Regions from separate parts of the Gossypium arboreum genome. Here region 1 is linked to region 2. A link is a contact called in public Hi-C data. All regions are on one chromosome and are shown on one strand. The core of a region is the stretch at or near the end of the contact, and the rest is flanking DNA. Distances in the headings are between cores, read along the strand shown. Region 1 holds the start of LOC108486496 (protein unc-13 homolog). Region 2 has its middle 16 kb from the start of LOC108486649.

Region 1 (4,621 bases), core at 1,984-4,483, 40 kb before region 2:
AGACAAATTTAATGTATTTTTTTAATAACAATGATGCGAACCTAAACTATTTTTAAGATAAAGGACATCTTATTAATAAGTCACAATTGAGTCCACAAATTTGATGTGTTCAATAGTTATATTCATATACAAACACATTCAATTTAATTAAATTTGGTAAAAACGAGAATCCTACTAATAATTACTAATAAACACAACAATAAAAATAATATTGAAAACAAATAAACAATTATGACCAAAATAAATCTAAGACTAACTCATTCCTTACAACGAATTTTTAAAAGGTAAATGATAAGCATAGAACCAAATCTACATGAATGCATGTGCAACGAAAGTGGATGACGGCCATAATTAGAAAAAAGAAGATTAATTGTATTGTTGTAAGTAAATTTTAATTTGATTTATAAATTTTAAATAATTTTAAATGAACCTTTAAAATTCTAATAAAATATTATGTCAATTTATTTGTTATTGTGACGTTAAATGTGAATTTAAATTTGGTATATGTGTTTTAGTAAGAAATATATATATATATATATACATTAATAAATATTTTAAACATGAATTAAATATTAATATAAACTTGGGTTATTTAAATTATTGTTGATATTATTTTTTATATTATAATAAAAATATAATAAGATGATTCAAATGGTTTGAAGTTTATATGACCAATTTAAAGTTTGACTCAGTGCAAGAAATCAAAATATAGTATAAGAATTATGATATCATGTGAAGTAAGAAAAGAGTTAAGTCCTAAGGACGGTGCCCTGAAAAGAAAAAGGCCAAGTTAAGATAGATGGAAGATTTTCATTTGCCATATGTCACTTCATGCACTCACTCTTATATCTAATTAATAAATTCTAACAAAAGCAATATTATTAACATTTTAAAGTTTATTTAATTTTAAAAATTTTACTTCACTTTATATTTCTTTTATATAATTCATTACTTATAATCTCCTATACCTTTCAACATATTCCATCTCATGTGCTTTCAAGCTGATTCGGATAGGCTTAAATGTTTATCCGAAAAGTGAGATGATTTTAAATAAAAGTATAAGTTTAAAAAATAGATTTGAACAAATAATAAAGTTCGTTTTCTAAATAAATCGAGCTTTGAGTAAAATTTTTTAGCTCGAGCCTGACTTAGTCCAACCCGAATCACTTGCTCGTTCACTTTATTTTCAATTTGTTAGAAAATATTTATTTTAATATTTTTACTATATTTGATATATTATATTTTTATATTTGTTTTTATATAAAAATAATCTAAAATTTTTTATGATCAGGCTTGAGTTTAATATTTTAATATGAGCTAAGTTTAAAAAATTTAAGTCTATTTTTCAAATTAAGTCGAGACTAAACTTAAAAATGAGCTTAAAATTCTATATTGATCGACTCAATCCATAATAAATTATATTACAAATCAAACTAAAATTTAATCAATTTAAAGAATTTGTATTTAATTTATTAATTATATATAAATTTTTATAAAATATCAATTAATAAAGGATAATATATTATAAAAATCTTTAAAAATAAAATCAAACAACTTCACCTTCTAATAATAAATAACCATTTAATTTATTGATAGTATGTAAAATTATAGACGAGTAGAGTAAATCGTAATTTTAAACACAAAATTAGATGTAGAATGCAATGAACCGCAAATTTTAAACTTGTTGACAATAAAAAAAATTGGTCTCAATCCGTGCAGCAAAAAAGAAGCAAATTGTAGTAAGAAAGCTATTTTGAGATTCTATATTCTGACAACAATTTTGCTTGAAGCTGAAAGACGTAATAAATAAAATATTTTTGGTTGATTGACCTCATCATTCTCTCACTTGTTTGCAATCTAATCTATTACACCAGTCAACACTATTACTTTACTTGCCCTTTTATCTACAAAACAAAACAAAAAAAAAAAAAAAAGGAGAAAATATATAATAAAGAAAAAAGCTTAGAAGTTTGATATTTCAATTGTGAGTTTACTCAAAGGAAAAAAATATATAAATCCCATAAAAGTCATTATAAAATCATTTTTAATAACATGAGGAGAATCAGAATAAAATTATTTATCACATAATCTAATTATAAAATATAATTTGAATTAAAATAATTCTAAATAGAATTTAGAAGCGACAAAATTTAAAGTAGAATAAATTTAGACAAGTATACACATGCTTTTACTATAAAATCAAAATTTTCATATATGTTAGAAATTTACGGCATGATTTTTTAAACAAATATAGTTGTTAAAAGTTGATATAGAAATTAAATGACAATTTGATTGAGATGGTAAAATTAAATATTTAAAATTTTAAGCGATAAATATTAAAATTGTATATAAACTTTAATTTAATGTGTAATGTTATATATGAATTTTAATTTTGTGTGATTTTATACATGAAATTTTGGTTTGGTTCAAGTTTCATAAATCACTAACATCATAGAATTAGCACTATTTTACGTTGATATATTGCATACACAAACAATTATATTATTCCAATATAAAATAAATGTATATATTTATTTGTTTAAATGTGTACAATTGAAACAAAATTAAAGTTTCATTATACATATGAACTACAATTCAAGTTTAAACATAAATATAGATTTTATAATTTTCATTTTAAAAACAAAAATTTCAATTACTAAACATTATAATACTATCATTAGGGATACTTATTAGTAAAATTCATTAAGAAAAATAAAAAAATTGCATCTGAATTTTAAGGTCATACATCCACTTCAAAGTTATTATCATTGCCATAATAAAAGAGAAATAAAAACTTACCAAAATTCACTCATCAACTTCCTCTCTTCCATTTCAATTCTTACTCACCACATAATACCCAAACCAACAAATAATGCTTAGAGTTTCACATTAACTTTGAATCTAGAAAAGAAAAAAAAACAACAACTTTAAGCTACATTATGAACTGTAAATTAAATGCCAAACTGGTCCAACATCCCAATCTACATTAAAATTATTTCACCAAAAAAAAAGGGTTTAATTTTAAATTTTATCCCTCTACCTTATGCAAACTGAGAAGTTAATCCCTTTATTTCTTTTATCAAATTAACATGGGTTCAAACAATTGAATTAATTTCTCAGTTTTAATAAATTACAATGATCAAAATGTATCAAATTAGAATAGAGGGACCAAATTTTAAATTTTTGTAAAGTATAAGGATGGAATTCAATTAGACCAGAAAGAAATAAAGAAAGAGTCAGCAATTATCTTTATTAAAAAAAACAAAAGAAAAGGAAAAGAAGAAGAAACTACATGGCACGCGCTCCTGACTCGGTCTGGCTGGCTGCCCTCAAAGACAACGGCAATACCATCATTTTGTTTATTTTCTTCTTAATGCTCATCCATTTTTGTTTCTTACAAAAGACACCAAATTCTTTGACTGTCTGTCTATATTATTTTGTTGTTTTAAACTTTTATTTTATGATTAATTTTGCAGAAGTTTAATTTTGTTTCCTTTAAAGTCAAGCAAGAATCTTAACAAATAAAAAAGAAAAGGCAGTAAAGTAAACAATCCCATAAAACCTTCATCTTTAAGCCCGTTTTAATTTATTCTTTTACTCTGCAATTCTCAAGCATGTCGGGTAGATTAAGGGATAGAAGTTCCAGCCAAGCCAAACGACACAGCCATCATCAAACGACGACCACGGTGGCGGCGGTGGCAATGCCTAATTTCTTGACCGAGACGCTGCCGTGTCCTTTCGGGGAGTTGGCGACGAATTTGTCGGATTCGGCGCTCCGTGAGACGGCTTATGAGATTCTGGTCGGAGCTTGTCGGAGTACCGGTGGGAAGCCTTTGACTTACATATCGCAGTCGGAGAGGAACTCGGAAAGGACGGCGACGCCGACTCTGACGTCGACGGCGTCGTTGCAAAGGTCCTTGACATCGACGGCGGCGAGTAAGGTAAAGAAGGCTTTGGGATTGAGATCGTCTGGGAGAAAGAAAGTGAGTGGTGAGTCTGACACGGAACGAGTCAAAAAGGCGGTTACAATTGGAGAGATGTTGAGGGTTCAGATGGGAATTTCAGAGCAAACGGATTCCAGGGTTAGAAGAGCTCTTTTGAGAGTTGCTGCTGCTCAGGTTTGTTAAAAGCTGTATATATTAACCTTTTTTCTTGTCTTTTTTTTTTTTCCTTTCAATTTTACTGAGAAAAGCAACCTTTTTTTGGTGTTTCTCTTTATTTAAGCTTAAGTTATGTAATTCCATAGAAGTAATTTGTGCTAAGCTGAATAAATTAGAAGCTTTTAATTTTCTTAATTTTTTGTAATTTGATAATTTATGCTGGAATCACAGTGGACAAAAATGGATATTTCAATTGTTGATTATTGAGAATGTTTGTGGAGTTTGAGTTCATTCATGTTTTTTTTTTTTTTTTGCTGCTCAAATTTTCTTATTTTTTTTATTAACAGTACATATGTATGTATGCTGTACGTTTATCAGCTTGGAAGACGGATAGAGTCAATAGTGTTGCCACTTGAGATGTTGCAGCAACTCAAGCCTTCGGATTTTCCGAATCAAGGAGAATATGAAGCTTGGCAAAGGAGAAATCTGAAGCTTCTTGAAACTGGATTACTATTGCATCC
Region 2 (4,476 bases), core at 1,094-3,593:
CCAAGTTCCTGTCAGACACAACTCACAGCAAGTGAGTATTAAACAGTACAAATTGTTACACCGGTTAAAGCTTACTAGGCATTAACCCTGATAAGTATGCCGACACAAAGCGTACTAAGCATTAAGCCCGATAAGTACACCAACACGAAGCATGCTAGGCACTAAGCTTGATAAGTAAACCAACACGAAGCCTGCTAGGCATTAAGCCCGATAAGTACACCGGCACGAAGCCTGCTAAGCAACAAGGCTCGATACAGTACAATACACCGATATAAAGTCTGCTAGGCTTAAGGCCCGAATTCAATACACTCAATACATTTTAATTTCACTATTGACCTTCGTTAAATCAAACGTTCGATAATCACGGAAAAGAACAATTACTAAAGTAAAATCAAGTAATAAAGATATTATTTATAACATACTTATATAAACGAACTTACTGGACTTATTTGTAGTAATGGTTTAAATGTAGGGACTAATCCCCAACCTTTTCTTTTCCACAATTGTGAACACGTTCTTGATGTAAAATAATAATTTCATTCAATTAACTAAAGCAATAGAAAAATTAAGCCATTTTATGCAATTAAGTCCTTTTTGACATTTTTACAAATTTACCCTCAATATTTCACTTTTATTCAATTTAGTCTCTATGCCCAAAATTCACAATTAAACCAATTTTATTCAAAACCCATCCTAGCCGAATGTCAAAAACCCCCAATTCAACCTATATTTATGATTAATTCACAACAAGTCATTGAAAGTTTATCACTTTAACAATTTAATCCTTAAACGTTAAAATCATCAAAAATTACTTTACAAAATAGTTTTAACTAACAACCAAACTTAATAATCTTCCATCAAACTTTAAAAACAACCCAAACACATCACTGGCATAATCTAAAAAATTTGACAGTTTCACAAGTTAGTCCCTAGGTTAGCTAAATTAAGCGTTAGTCCCTAGGTTAGCTAAATTAAGCTAATACGAGCTCAGAAGCATAAAAATTACTAAAAATGGATAAAGTTTACTTACCTATTTGATGAACCCTAGCTAACCGAAGCTTTTTCCTCTCCAAAAATGGCTATTGGATTTTGTTGAAGAAGAAAACAAGAAGAAAATGTTTCATTTAACCTTTAATTTGATTTAATCTTTGCTTATTTACAAAATTGTCATTATCTTTTAATTTTTAATTAAAATTTCATATATTTAATCATGTAATCGTCCATTCCCATTCCCTAATGATATAATTACCATATTAATCCCTTTAATTACTTTCTATAACTATTCGATAACCCTTACTAATAGAGAGCAACTTTCTCAACTTTTACGATTTAATTCTTTTACTTAATTAAATAACTAATTGTTAAAATTTTATAACTAAATTTAAATACCAAAAGTAAAGACCTTGTAAATATTAATTAATAAATATGTATAAATTGATATGTCGGAGTTGTGGTCCCGAAACTACTATTTCCGACACCACTGAAAAATGGGTTGTTACATTAGATATATATTTCAATTATTTTATTATTGTTTCACTACACCATAAATACAATGATATCCTCCGTGTTCTACCGAAGCCAACTTATAAGAATATACTGATGGGATCGTCAAACTCAACTGATTCATCACAGATGTTAGAGGATTCTGAGATCCATGAAGGGGATGTGTGGACTAAGTTGGTCGATGGGATCCCATCGATTACGTTCTTTGACAGAGTTAAGGATTTCATTGAGAGAAAAATGGCCAAAATGATCATTATTAAACTATTGGAAAAAAGATCGCTTTCAATTCCCTACTGAATAGGGTCACGATGTTATGGAAAACAAAATGCCCATTCCAACTCATGGACTTAGAGAACTATTACTACCTAGATCACTTTAATGATGAAGAAGACTATTACAAGGTGTTGACCAATGGGCCATAATTGATTTTTGGGCAATACTTAACGATGAGACCTTGGTCACCGAATTTTTCAACGACACAGGATGAGGTGGGTATTCAAGTTATGGGTTTGTTTGCCTGGACTTTCTGAAAGCTATTATTTGAGTTGTCTCCTCAAAGTTATTAGGTAGGCTATTGGTTCAGTTGTCAAAATTGATAAGAATACTGATAGTACAAAAAGGGGAAGGTTCCCAAGAATGGCCATTTCTGTAAATCTTCAAATACCACTGTTTTCTAAAGTTAGAATTGATGGGCATATGCAGACGGTAGAGTACAAATCTTTACCAAATGTTTGTTTCAGGTTGGGCTTTATGGTCATGGGTCGATTTATGCCAGAAGGATTTATTCCCATTGTTGATGAAAGAGACTTCTGTTAAGATACCGATGCCGATGCCGAAAATACAAGTTCCTCAAGATTTGCAAAGAAGGATATAAGAAGAGGATTACGGATCGTGGATGATAGTCGAACGCCAACAATGGCGAAAGGGGAGAAGTTTGGGAGGTAAATCAAGTGATAATCAAGGCAGCTTGGGTGGAGACTCTAGATTTGATGTTCTTGGTGAGAATCAAGGGTTGACTGAAGTTGAAGAGGCCAATATGGTAAGAGAGTTATCTATTGAGAAAGGCACGATTAAAGGGACTAGTAATGGAAGAAATCCAAAAGTGGCAGCAGCTTATATAAGGAACGATTCTAAAGTTAAAGGTGAGGGGATTTTAGTTGCCTCTGGGCCTAAGGTAGGTGTCAATGTGCTTAAGCCTGTGAAAAAGAGTATTCAACGAGGCCCTATAAACTTTAATGATGGAGCAATAATAGGCCGTAAAGCTGGGGAGGTTAATACAATCCCATTCCATTTTCAGACTATACAAGTTTTAGGTGGATTGGATAGCAACAGGTATAGGGCTATGAAATTGATTCAACCGAGTAAAATTGTCCAAGTTACAGAAAAAATGAAGCACGAGTTTCGCCTTTGGGGAGAGAAACACGAGCTTAACTAGTGAGAACACTAGCTAGCAGCCGACGACCATGAAGGATTTTGAATGAAGACCTCGGGGGTTTGAAATTGGACGTTTAGACTAGAATATGTTAGGAATAGAGGCAGCGATAAATAGTGTTTTTGAGGGTATCGAACGAGAATTTGAATTGGGTAGTTTGATTGTGAATTCTATGGCAATGGAAGGTGTTGATGTTGCAGAAGCATGCAATATTCAAGCAAATTGCTAAGTTGGAGCTCCTGGTCTGCTTTCTATCTCCTTTTATTATCTATTTATGAATGTAAAGATGTTTTTTTTCTGAATTTTCCAATGAGTTGGTTATTAGAGTATACCCAAAGACCTATCATGAGATGATTATAATCACATATTCATTCTACCTTGTTTATTAATAAAAGGCATTGCCATTGTTATTTTAGTTTCACTTTTTGTGTGTGTAAAATAAACTAATTTATAATAATGTCCCCTGAATAATATGATTATTTTTAAAAGGTCCTTAGTTAAGTATTATTGTAGGCTTGGACAACAATAATGCATTAAGACTAATATGTAGTTGATTGATGAAAAAATATTGTCATTGACATAGGGATGTCAAAATCAATACATCAGTATATGTTAGAGAATGACATATTGGACTGACCAACTATGAGTATAACACCCCTAACCCGTCGTTGGATTAGGATTACGAAGCATTACCATATAATCAAAAAATTTTAAACTTTAAATCATTCAATAACTTAACTACATTATAAACCATCCACAAACATGCATATTGTCCCTAAATCGAGCCCTCAAGGCTCTAAAAATAACTTAAAAGCAATTCGAGACCAATTTGGAAAATCTATGTAAAAGTCACAAAAATTTGGAAATAAAGGTCACACGGCTGAGACACATGCCTATGTCTCAAGCTGTGTAACCATCAAGCTAGGGACACATGGTCGTGTCCCAGCCCGTGTCCTCACCCGTGTAACTCTCTAAGTAGAGTCACACGGCCATGTCACACACTCGTGTGCCAGGCCGTGTGTTAGGCCATGTAACTCACTGACTTACCACATAAGGAAATCATTAGATGACACATGGCCGCATCGCCAGGCTGTGTATCTCACACGGCTGAGTCACATGCCCGTATCTCAGGCTGTGTGGACCCAAATTTACCTAAAATCAAGCAATTTCAAAACCATGTTATGCAAAAAATCTAGACCAATAATGCACACATTCAAGGCACCAAAAACCTCACCTAAACACACATATTTATGCCATTTCAAGATCCTAATTCAACTAACCAATATGCCATTCAACGGCACCTCAAATGCATTCAACAATACCTACCTAAACATGTCAATATTACCACATTTCAATCATCAAATCCTAGTTCAATACTTACCAAAACATGCCACAAACTTGACTATTATCAAACCATTCAAAACATACCATAAGAGCCATTCAAACTTGCATAGTAAGACAACCATAAGGTATCAAATAGTACTAAACTAAGATAAGTTTCGAAAATTATACATGCCAAAACACCAACAAGCCATTCATCA

What was found. Hi-C and Micro-C count contacts between places; a contact is called where the count stands out from the background.
Region 1: a Hi-C map of leaf shows a contact between it and region 2, with 2.4 times the contacts expected there. The contact joins the promoter of LOC108486496 here to the enhancer-like site in region 2. A contact is called at or near these places in 3 of 5 Hi-C or Micro-C datasets (all in leaf).

The regions. Positions count from the first base shown.
Region 1 is chr6:126,569,060-126,573,680 of ASM2569848v2, reverse strand. It overlaps LOC108486496 (protein unc-13 homolog), which reads left to right and starts at 3,233. Exons shown (of 5, transcript XM_017790579.2): 1 at 3,233-4,118; 2 at 4,479-4,621. The coding sequence starts at 3,615.
Region 2 is chr6:126,528,373-126,532,848 of ASM2569848v2, reverse strand. No RefSeq gene overlaps it. Among protein-coding and RNA genes, the nearest start is that of LOC108486649, 16 kb to the right of the region's middle. Within about 2 kb of position 2,343, at least 2 of the 2 cell types and tissues checked have an H3K27ac peak or open chromatin away from gene starts, as enhancers often do. A contact at or near this core is called in leaf, where this site is marked.